2 separate regions of the Anas platyrhynchos genome follow, and region 2 is linked to region 1. Evidence: chromatin contacts called from public Hi-C data. All regions are on one chromosome and are shown on one strand. Each heading gives the region's core, a stretch centred on a gene start, on an enhancer-like site or on the middle of the called end of the contact. The rest is flanking DNA. Distances are from core to core; before and after follow the strand shown.

Region 1 (5,501 bases), core at 1,843-4,342:
GGGATAGTATAAATAGTGCTTCTGATACCCCGCGTGCCATTACGCTGTTTGGGGTACAGCCGAAACAATTTGTGGGGCGAGCTCTGGGCTCAGCAGCCCTCGTGGCAAGGCATCCCGCTGTGACTCTTCTCCCTGTTATCCCATGATCTGGGACTGCTTATATATGGTTTTAGGGTTTCTGCCTCCTGTTGCCCTCCCTCTCCCTCTCAACCCTATGTCCTGTAAGAGAATGAACCCATCTGTGCCCATTTCCTGCTTTTCCCACCCATTTTGCTCTGCGAGCATCACCCCAGCGAGACGGCGAGCTGTGGGGTGGCCGTGGGGACTGATGACGGGGACGGTCCCCAAGCTGATCCCATTGCTGGTGATCCCAGCAGGCTCCTTTCCCACTCTCCACCACTTCATGGCCCAAACCTGCAGGATTTTTGTGCCCTCTGCTTAATTTGTATGGGATCAGCCAAGGCTCGCCCCGACCCGGGGAAGAGGAGTGGGACAGAGCCACGGATGCCCGTAGGGAGCCACAGCCTGGTGACACGAACCCCAGGGGACAAACCCGAACCCCCAGCTGGACAAGGAGTTACAATAAAAGCCTTTTTTTTCCTTTTTCTGTAGAAATAATAACATAAAATGAATTTATGGCAATTACGGGATTTCTATATTTATGTCATTATCAGAACTATATAAGGAAAGTTGGCTGATATGAATGTATTTCGGGTGCTGCTTGCAGGGGGGAGGGCATTGCTCTATATTTTTAATCATGTTCCAGGCTCATTAATCCCCCAACCGCGCAGAATCGGCTGTGGGGCTGGCTCCGAGCGCTCTGGCCACTACTAGGGCGGCTGCTTTTAGGGTGAGGAACTCCCCTGCCTGCAGTGATCCTGGCTGAGAAATAGTCACAAAGTGAGAGGTTTTGGCTGAGGCTTTATTCCTTATTATTCCCTTATTATTTTTTTTTTATTTGATTTTTTTTCCCCCCTCTTTTATAAGCAATCTATTGGTTTTGGAGGCTCTTTGGGGTCAGAGCCTGAAAAACAGCAGCCCGTGGTGTCCCCCTAAGTGCAACCCCCACCCCTGGCCCTTCGCTTTTCTGTTAAATCCCTACAAAAGGACTTTTTTTTTTTTTTTTTCCCCTGTGCCTCAGCCCCGTGCAACACCTCTGCAGCTCCCACAGGGATTAGGGCCGGATTAGCGTCCGCCGGCCGCTGTTATCCCGGCGCTTAGTGCTGCCCCGGGATTAACGGCAGGTGAAATGCGGGATGGGGATTAACGGGGCCGTCCCGCGCGGATGCTTTCAGAAATGCTTTCGCTTGGGGTTCGCTCCTGCTGCCGGCTGGGTTTGGGATGGGGGAGCACAGCCGGGATGCCCCCCAACACGATAGCCTCAACCCAATGCTTTGGTCCTCGCCCAAGGCATTGGGATCGCAGCCACCTGCCCTTACCCTTACCCACCCCGACCCCACCACCTGCCAACCCGGAGCCATAAATAAAAAAAATGAAAATACAGATTTCTGTACCAGCTGAAAAATATCCCAGCGGCGGTGCCAAGAAGCTGCCAGGGGCAGGGAGCACGGGAGCACCCTGCTTTCAAAGCCCTCGTCTGGCAGCGGGGAAACGTTCCCATGATGGGTGTTATGGGGTGGGTGTTATGGGGTGCGTGATGCTGACACCGGCCCTGATTCCCTGCCCCGGGGCCAGGTTTGGAGTGGGGAAACTGAGGCTGGGGACGGGCTGAAGGGATGAATCACGGCCGTGCCACCGCCTCTCCCCGCCACTTCTCCATGTCCCCGGGGACTGCAGCCCGTGAGTCAGCCCTCCCCTCCCCAAAGCAATCGGGAGAGTGGTTTATAAATCATGGGATTTTTCTGAAAACCCAGCGGCCGTCGCCTGCCTGCTAGGGCCGGACCCCTCGCCGCAGCCACCGGGCGTTTTGGGGACGCTGGACACCGTGCTCTGCCCTCCCGGAGGGGTCTAGGGTGTTTTTTGGGGCAGAGCCCCCCCCATATGGTCCCAGTTAAGGGGTGGCATCATCCTGGCACCCGGCATGGCTCGCAAAGCCCCCTGGCAGCACCCAAAGGTGCTGGGTGCTCTGGGGGTGGGTTGGGGTCCGTCCTCCCCCCCCGTGGTGCTGCCGCTCGGCATCGCACCCGGCGGGCCCTTCTCGGGGGCTTCTTCGCCTTCTGTCGCCGCTCAAGGTCGATCCCATTAATTGCCGTGAATTATTTTGGCATTAATGGAGATGTCTTATGCACTTCCCCTATCAATGAGGCTTCCAGGATGAACGCGCTGGCCAATATTTCCTGGTGAAGGCAGGAAGGGAAAATATATGGCAGGGGAGCAGGAAGGGCCATGGGGGGGGGGGCTCAGGGGGGGTGGCAGAGGAAGGGAAATGTGGGGAGGGGGCACGGAAGCCATGTGGGGGGGTGATGGGGGCACATCTGGCCTGCTCTGTGTGTCTCCAGCCCCGTGCCACCGGGATGGGACGGGGGGGGAAGAATTGGGGTCCCCTGGGTGCAGCCTCAGCATCGCCCCCCTCTGCTGCTGGGGGGGCTGGGGGTGCCGGACCCCCTCCCTGCCCTCATTTTTGGTGGAAGCCCAACTCGGGGTGGTGCTGGGGGACCGGGGCTTGGACATCCCCACACCCCAGCTGATGGGGAAGGACCCCAAAACCCCCCCAAATGGCATCGGGGGGGTGGGAAGCAGCCAAGCCCAGCTGCCTCTCTCCACCCTGGGGTGCCAAATGTCCCCCCCCGGTGCTCTGCGCCCCCCACCCCTCTCCCCACGCCCTCATCCCCCATCCCGCAGCTTGCCCTATTCTTTTCTCCTATAGCAGGAGGGAAGGGAGGGCAGGGCAGTGCTGACCCCACAGCCCCCCCAGGCTGCACCCATGGGTGCTGGGTGAGGTGGGGGTGGGATGGAGACCGGCTGGGGGGCTGCTTGGGGAAGATGGGGGGGGGGGGGGTCGGGGAAAAAAGGGGGCTGCGTTGATGCGCTCTGCTCCCAGCTCCTCGCCCGAGGAGGGGGAGGAGGAAGAGGAGGAGGAGGAGGAGGAGGAGGAGGAGGAGGAGGAAGGCGCCTCCCCCTGCCGCCCTCCCCGCTCTGACCCCCCCCGGAGCCCGATGCGGCTCCGGCCGGGCGAGCGGCCACGGGAGCGCCCAGCAGCGGGGCCCCCCCCCCGGCACCGGGGGGTCCAGAGACGGGGGGGGTGGGGGGGGCCGAGGAGCAGAGCCCCCCCCCCATTGCCACCTCCTCCCGCCCCCCCTTTTCGCTTTTATTTACCGACAGCGGCGGGGCACCCCCCTCTTTAAACCGGGGGGGGGGCGGAGGAGGTGGGGACCCCCCCTCGTTGCCGGGTCCCCCCGCTTCCAGCCCTCACGGGGGGGCAGCGGCTGAGCCCCGGCCCCCCCCCCCCCCTCCAGGCTCCGCTCCCCCCAAACTTTGCCTTCGGATGCGGGGACTCCGCCGAGCTGCTCCTGATTAATTGCATCTGCCTCGGATTAATTATTCACCCTCCTGCTGCTTTTATTTTTTTTTTTTCCTGTTATCGTCGTTTTTTATTATTTTTTATTTTTATTTTTTTTTCCTCTTTCATTCCGATTTTTTTTTTTGGGGGGAAAAAGGCGCTTGGAGACGATATCAAGATTTTTTATTATTATTATTGTGCAGGGAGAGAGGTGGGGGGGGCCGGCGACTTGCTAGCCCTGCAGCATCATCCTTCATCGGCGCAGCTTTTATTCTATTATTTTATTTTTTTTATTCCTTAGGGGGGGGGGGGCACACGTGCTCTTCTCCCCCCCTGGATCCCGAGGAGGAGGAAGAGGAGGAGGAGGAGGAAGAGGAGGAGGGGGGGGGACCCACCCGGCTCGGCGCGCCCCCGCTCGCCCTGCAGGCACCGGGGGGGTTGCGGCAGGATTGGGGTGCTGTGCCCTGGGAGCTGGGGGGGCACCGAGCCCCCCTAACCCAAAACTGGTGTCCCCCCCCCCAAATTCCCCCGTTGGCTGCTGCCGCCGGCTCGCACGTGGTTGGATTTAGGGGATTTCTGCGGGTATCTATATATTATTATTTTTTTGGTGCCTGGCTTGGATTTTTATTTTATTTCACATTTTTTTTTGCCACGGGGGGGTGGGGTGGGCTCGGGGCCTGGCTGCTCCTGCCGCTGCCCCCCCCTTCCCACCCCCCCCTAACCCCACATTTCGCTATGGGGTCCCCAAAGAAGATGCCCCCGGGGCTGGCCGCCCTGCTCTGCTGCCTGCTGCTCCCCGGTAAGTGCCGTGGGGGGGGGGGGGGACACGGGACGGGAACCTGCTTTGTGTCCCTGGGGGGGCTCCCCCAAACCCTGCCTCTCTCTGCCTTAAAACCCCCCCGCAGCCGCTGCCTCCCCTCTCCCTCTGCGCCCCCCCCCCCCAAGATGAAATGGGTGAAGATCGGAGTTTTTTGCTGCTTTAATCAAATGACAGCTTCACGGGGCTGTCTGCTCGGGTGGGGAGAAAGGGGTCGCCCCCCCCTTTTATCCCCCAACCCCCCCCTTTTTCCCCAAAGCCCCCCCTGCCCCGGCCCCCCCAACGCTTTCTCCTCCTCGTGGGCATCGCTTTGGGTTGGGGTGCGGCGATGGGGGCACAGCCTCTCCCCCTGCTTCTTCCTCACCCCTTTCCCCACCCTAAAAAAAATAAGGATTTGGGGTCGGGGGGGTCCCAGCCGGTGCTGCTGCCCCCTCCCAGCCTGAGGCCTGGGCAGGGGGGGCCCCGCTGCCTGCGCTCACTTTCCCTGAGTTGCATTTCAATCGCTGCTGTCACCCTGCCCGCGACATCCCAGCCCTGGGGATGGTGGCACCTGCTGCAGGGGGCTTTTTTTTTTGAGGGGGGGGGCTTTTTTGGGGTAAAAGCGACCCCTGCCAATGCACCTTCCGAAGCGCCTTTCCCCGGTGGTTGCGCAGAAAGCGGGGGGCTGCTGGTGTCTGGGGGTGCCGTGTGTACCCCTCGTCCAGCTGGGGGTTTTGGGGTGCCCCCAGGGGTTGGGGCTGTGCTGCTGGAGCCGAGGGGGGGGTCTCAGGACCACATCCCAGCACCCCATGGATGAGGAGCTTGGGGGGGGGCTTGGGCAGGGCTCCCGAGCATCTGCAGCCCCCCGAGGCTCTCGGAGGAGCTTGGGGAGAGCTGTTTACCCCCAGCAGAAAAATAATAATAATTAAAAAAAAATACATGATATATAAAAAGGGGGGGTGCTGAGAGCGCTGCAGGGGGCAGCCAGGGTTTATTTTTCCCCTGACCCCCCCCCGGCTCCCCCCAGAGCAGCAGGAGCAGGGATGCTCCCGGTGCAGCACCCGCAGCACGGCGCTGCCTCGCTGGGCACCGCAACTTCACCCAGGGGCTGGGGGTGCTGGGACCCCCCTGTGTCCCCCCCCCAAAGGGACCCCAGGAGCGGGTGCAGACCCACGGTGCTTCCCCAGGCACTGGCTTTTTTGGGACCAACAGGTAACAGGGTTGGCAGCCAGCGGGGGAAACGTG
Region 2 (5,501 bases), core at 1,189-3,688, 68 kb after region 1:
GGAGGTGCTGAGCCCCCCGGGGTGGGTCAGGCAGGCTGCTGGCACTGACGAGGTTTGTGCATGGCATCTCCATGTCCTCCAGAGCAGGAGACTGCCACGGCTTTATCTAGGTCACCCTATGCTCTTCCCAATCTATTTTGCCTGGGGACATTGAGTGATGTGGCTCGGCTAGGAACTCACAGGGGCTGGAGAGGGCGAGGAGCAGAGGTTTTGCACGGCCACATCGCTGCGGATATCTGGGGTCCCCAGGAAGCCACCCACGCTCCTGGGCCAGCCCAGCACAACCCCGGTGCTGGTGGGGCACACGAGACCTGGTCTGCAAGGGCCACGATGGAGGGCTTCCTTGCAGAGAGCAAAAGGAGAATCATCTGATGGCTAATGCTGCTCACCTCTCTCGTTACAGAGCCGGGAGAGCTGGAAAGCAGCCACACATCCAGACAACATCCCTGGCGTAGATATGAGATGGGCAAGCAAGAAAAAGATAGCCAGTGCTGGCAGCGGATCCAGGCTCATACCGTAGGAGCGCCCTTGCGAAATACCTTTTCCAGGAGGAGAAAGGGGGGCTCATGGCCCCTGACAGGCAATGGGAGCAGCTTAGCTACCACCTGAACATCCCATCGTTTCCTATGCAGCTGTCCTCACAACCTTACAACATATTTTCAGAAAGCCCAGAGGCTTTCCAAGGTCTCCAACAAAGGATGGAGCAAAGCATATGTTGGGCTCCTCCAGTTTTGAGCAAGGGACTTTGAGCTCTGGGCACCCCTTCTCCGTTGGCTTTTTTCCACCCCTGGTAGGTGCCTTTGGAGCACTCCAGCCACCTGTGCCCATGGAGATCCACAAATTCCTCCCAGCACAGCCAGGAAGGGATGCTCCTGTATGTATGTATGGCATCACATGGATGTGAAAGCCACCAGTGACCCCATCAGGCCACCTGGGTACTGCAGTGCCTGCCCGGGCTGCCTCCTCTCCCTCTCTGCCCCAGTGAAGCGCTTAACCAAGAGAGGAAGGAGAAAGTTAGCAGTTTCGGTATTATTATTACTTTTTTTCCTTTAAGTGATTGAAGTGCATGAACGAGCCAGCTGAGAAAGAGGCACTCGAAAGCAACTTGAGTCTGGTTAAAGCTGGTTATCCATCTCGATTTGCATAATGATCACGCGAATGGCAGTTTGCATAATGTTGCTATGATCTACAATCACTTCAGGGTTTTATTGCGCGACGAGCCCGTGGAGAAGGCATCGAGCAGCTGTCCGTCCCTCTGGCGGCTTGGACACCTCCAGCATGTGCCGGGGGTGCTGCTGCTTCTCCCTCCCCCCTCCGGCTTTTGGCCCCTGCAGGGGCTGAGCCTGGTTTTGCAATTGCCCTTGGGTGAGCTCAGATTTTGCCCCAACTCACCCCTTGGCATTCATTTCTCAGCCCAAGCCATGGGTGATTTTGCAGCTGCCTTGATGCGCTAGGTTGGGATGAAGCCGTGAGCTCTTCCACTTGCACTTTTACATTGAAAAAGGTGCCTTGTGAAGCAAAACTGGCCACATTCTGTAAGAGGAGACCTCAGACTCAATAAAAAGTGTCCCTAACCACCCCAACTGGGGGGGCACTCTCCTCTGACATCCCCCAAACACCATCCGTGGACCACCACAAGGCACAGGGCATCGCACCCCTCATGGTGGTCACCCCGTAGCTGCTCGGTGGCACCGGCTCTGCAGTGGTGCTGGTCCCATCGCCTACGGCTGGCCGGGTGGGGAGCCCCTGGTGGGGACAGAACACCCCTCAAAATCTCCACTAGGCAGGAGGAAAGCAGGGAGGATTTCCTTAACCATTTAATTTATGTTAAAGCATAACACATGGCCTTCTTTCATTAGTTAAGCAGCGTATTAAATGCATGTTATAAACGAGTAATTGCAAAACCAAAAAAAAATGAACAAACACACAACACCACAGAACCCAGCACAGCAATAAATAAAAACAGAGGAGAAAGGAATCAAGTGTTGGAATGGTTTCTGTGGAAGGAAAAGTCTGCAGGGTGAGCTGGCAGCCAACCCAGCCCCTCAGCGGTCTGTGGGTTATCCCATGGCACAAATACACCCTCAAAACGCTGCTTTCAGTTTTCAGGGTTCTGCTCAATGCCTCAACTGTGGTCTCTGTCCTCCCTCACCTGGGGATTCTCCACCCCACACGTGTGAGCAGCACACATTGTTATCGGCGCCTGTCCTCTCCAAAACACGCTGCTGCCAAACGGAGGGGAATTTTGGTGCTGCTACCGAAAGCAAAGCTTAACAACCATGCGAAGGGCTGAGAACATTGACACAGTTCATGTGAAGGCTAACACACAGTGCTCGGAGACCTGCCAACGAAATGAAATCCTTTCTGCTTTGAGAGGGATGGTTTCATTAGCAGCAGAACACAGGGGCTGACATTTTTTGCCCAGTAGCATCTTTAGCGGGGCAGTTTCTCCACCCCAGGGCCTGGCCACTGCTCCTTTCCCCTGCACCCTTTCCCCACCATCAGGAGCATTGCTGGATGCAGGCTTATTTCAAATTTTTACATACTCAAATTTTTCAGAAATTCACCAGGTTTTGCTGAACGAAAAGCCCTTATTGGAAAAAAAAATCCCACCGAGTCCAAACGTTTTATTGCAAAACTTGGAAACGAGCTGGAATTTTTGAGATGTCCTTCCAGATTATTCTGGGAGAGAGAAAAAAAAAAGTCCACCCACTCAGCAGGGAAATGAAACTCCTCTCACACCAAGGGAAGTGTTTTACAGGGCCGTGCAGCCCTGGTTGTGCAGAGTGGCATCCATGGAAATGCTTCATGCCCAGCCCCGTTTTGGGACAGCAGGGAAAGCATCCTGGCTCCAGCACGAGAGCGGGGAGCGCTTTTTATCTCCTCACACGTCAAGGTTACAAAAGCTACAGAAAATGGAGGAGGATGGCAGGCAGCAACCTGGAACCGAACCAGAAAAAGAAAGAAAGAAAAAAAAAAAAGCTCTTTAGTGATCAATCCCAAACCGCTGGGCTAAAAACAACAGCGCCACGTGAATTGGCTCTGCGCTGCTTGAGGAGGAGCAGGACCTTCCCGGGAACGCCGAGTGCTGGGGACGGTTCTGGGGAGATGTTCCACGAGTGAGGATGAGGGAAGGGAATGGGCATGGGTTTTCCTGCGGGATGTAGCTGTGGATAGAGGCAGCACAGATCCGGCAGAGGCACGGAAAGGAAAAACTCCCCAGCCCCGGCTCGTTTTTGGGTTCTGGGCTGGGTGTGATTCAGGGCCCCCAACGACGTGCAGATGGAAACGGCTTGGTTCTGGGCCACCTCCCTGTCGGCAGCTGACGTGCCTGAGTGACACAGCGGGGTGTCAGATGAAAAAAAAACACGATAATGAGTGCTGCCATGCTCACAGTGCGAGGCCAAGCCAGCAGCAGCTGCTGCCACGTGCACCTCTGTGCTCTGCTCCCATTGCATTGCGGCTGCTTGCCTGTCTGCACATGGCTTTTGCAGCCCGTCCTCATCATTTGAGGTTGGGGTTTTCCAAGGGGTGATGGGATGAGCCACCAGAGCAGCCTGACCCCAGCAGTGGCTCACAGCATTTGGGGGACAGGGATGGTTTGGGTGCAGATCCCTTTAGCTCTCCTTGCACGTGGTGCCCACAGCTGCTGTAGGTTTGATGTCCCCATTATCAGTGGTGATATCAGTTCCTCTTTAAACAGGAACTGTCCCCATAAGGGTCTGGGAAGCAGCTCAAGCGACCACAGCTCTGTTCTGGGGATGAAGGACCGGGGCAGAGGCATGATCCCATACGATCCCATTCCCAGGACAATCCCCAGCTCCCTGCCCAGTCCCTGACAGCCTTCCACAGGGGCAAGGTGTGGTGCCGAGACCCCTTCCCACCCCAATCCTCCTCGGCAGCATCTCCTGCCCACCCCCCTTGACAAAAGCCTCGCCTCACTTCAAAGCTGTGCAAGCAGGGCTGCTGAGCTCCCCAACTCTTCCCCGACATCAAAAGCTTTCCTTATTTATGTTTTGCACAGCACCAAGAAGCCATCGGGACACACTAGGCTTATTTTTCCTAAGAAGAAGGCAAACCACGGGAGCCCGAGTGTAAATTCCTCAGCAGGAAGAGAAAAACGAATAAAAGGAGGAGAAAGTTGGGGTTGGAGACGCGAGCTTTCTCTCTCCTTGCTTTGTTTCCTCTCCTTAATGGTGTTCTCAGCCTCGACCCGCTTAACATCCCTGCCTTTTCTGGTGGAGGCTGCGGAGCGTGCGAGAGGCAGGGCGGTGACAGCTAGCGGAGACAAGGCTCAGCCAGTGGAAAATTGAGGTTCCTGGGAAGATGTTTTATTCATGCGGGCCTGGCACACGCGAGGAGGCTGCTGCGAGGCAGATGGACCCCGCCGTGGACTCTGGCTGGGAGCAAGCCGTAGGGATGTGCCTTCTCCTACGTGGCTGGAAGGTGTCACTCGGCTGCTCGGAGCCAGGTGCACCAAGGCGAGGGTCACGCTGGAGAGCAGAGGTGGCCGGAGAGCTGTTGCTGGAGCATCATGCAGCAAAACCAGCCTGCGAGGCTGCCCCAGGAGGCATGGGGTGGGTGAAGGGGGTCGGATACAGGATGGGAAAGGAGGTCCTGGATCAGTCCGGCTGCCTGCTATTGAAGGCAACGAGGTCGTGCCACCACCTCTGACATTCATGCACCGGCCCCGTCTTAGCGCTGTGTAGGTCGCTTTTCTAATTCCTAAACTTCTCCTGACTTTGAGCTTAAGTGTATTACTGCCCAGTTTCCCCTCGGTTTTCCTCTGCAAAGAGAGTCCTTTAACCTAAAGTGCTCTTCTCCTTCCCTGACACATCCTTAACCTCCTTTTTACAGGCCAAGGAAGCCACTCTCTGCCTCCTCCCATCAGCTGGGTGCTCGCTCCCTCCGGCAGCAGCAGAGCCCTCTCTGCCCTCTCCCTGTCTCAAATTGCCTTCGGGAGGAGACCAAAGGTGTGGAGGACGGCAGCTAAATCCCACCAGTGGTTCAATCAGAGGCATTACTCCTCCTTTCTGTGCGCTGATGGCTCTTCCCCGCACTGCTGCTGATGCATCCCTAATATTTGTGCTGAGGTCAGGAGCCAAATTACTCAGTTGTCCTCAGGACCCATCTTCTGCGAGCCAGACACCGCCGCGCCGGGCGCACGGAGCTGTCAGCTCCTCTTTAGCGAGCTCCTTGCGCAGTCTCCCCTCTCCCATTAATCCCTGTCTTCATTAATGACTTCCCACAAGGCACCGTATCAGACACCTTACTGAAGCATGGCGAGAAGAGATCTGCAGCATTGCCTCTGTCCGGCACCTAACGTTGAGATGAGCCTGATGCTTTTTCTCATTTTCTGTTTAGCTCCGGGTTTTTAATGACTCCTTCCCTCCAGGTTTGTTTGAAAGCCCCCCGGAGGAGTTTTCTCCTCCTGGCCTTGGGGGAAATGGCTGCAGAAGATTGGGGTTGTGTCAGGTCAGAGGGATTCCTGCAGCCCGCTT

The links. A called contact is a pair of places that touch in the nucleus more often than the background predicts.
Region 2: a Hi-C map of liver shows a contact between it and region 1, with 1.8 times the contacts expected there. The contact joins the enhancer-like site here to the promoter of TMEM132E in region 1. A contact is called at or near these places in 2 of 8 Hi-C or Micro-C datasets (liver and skeletal muscle).

The regions. Positions count from the first base shown.
Region 1 is chr20:6,211,215-6,216,715 of IASCAAS_PekinDuck_T2T, forward strand. It overlaps TMEM132E (transmembrane protein 132E), which reads left to right and starts at 3,093. Exons shown (of 9, transcript XM_038165903.2): 1 at 3,093-4,259. The coding sequence starts at 4,196.
Region 2 is chr20:6,279,528-6,285,028 of IASCAAS_PekinDuck_T2T, forward strand. No RefSeq gene overlaps it. Among named protein-coding and RNA genes, the nearest start is that of TMEM132E, 68 kb to the left of the region's middle. Within about 2 kb of position 2,439, at least 1 of the 8 cell types and tissues checked has an H3K27ac peak or open chromatin away from gene starts, as enhancers often do.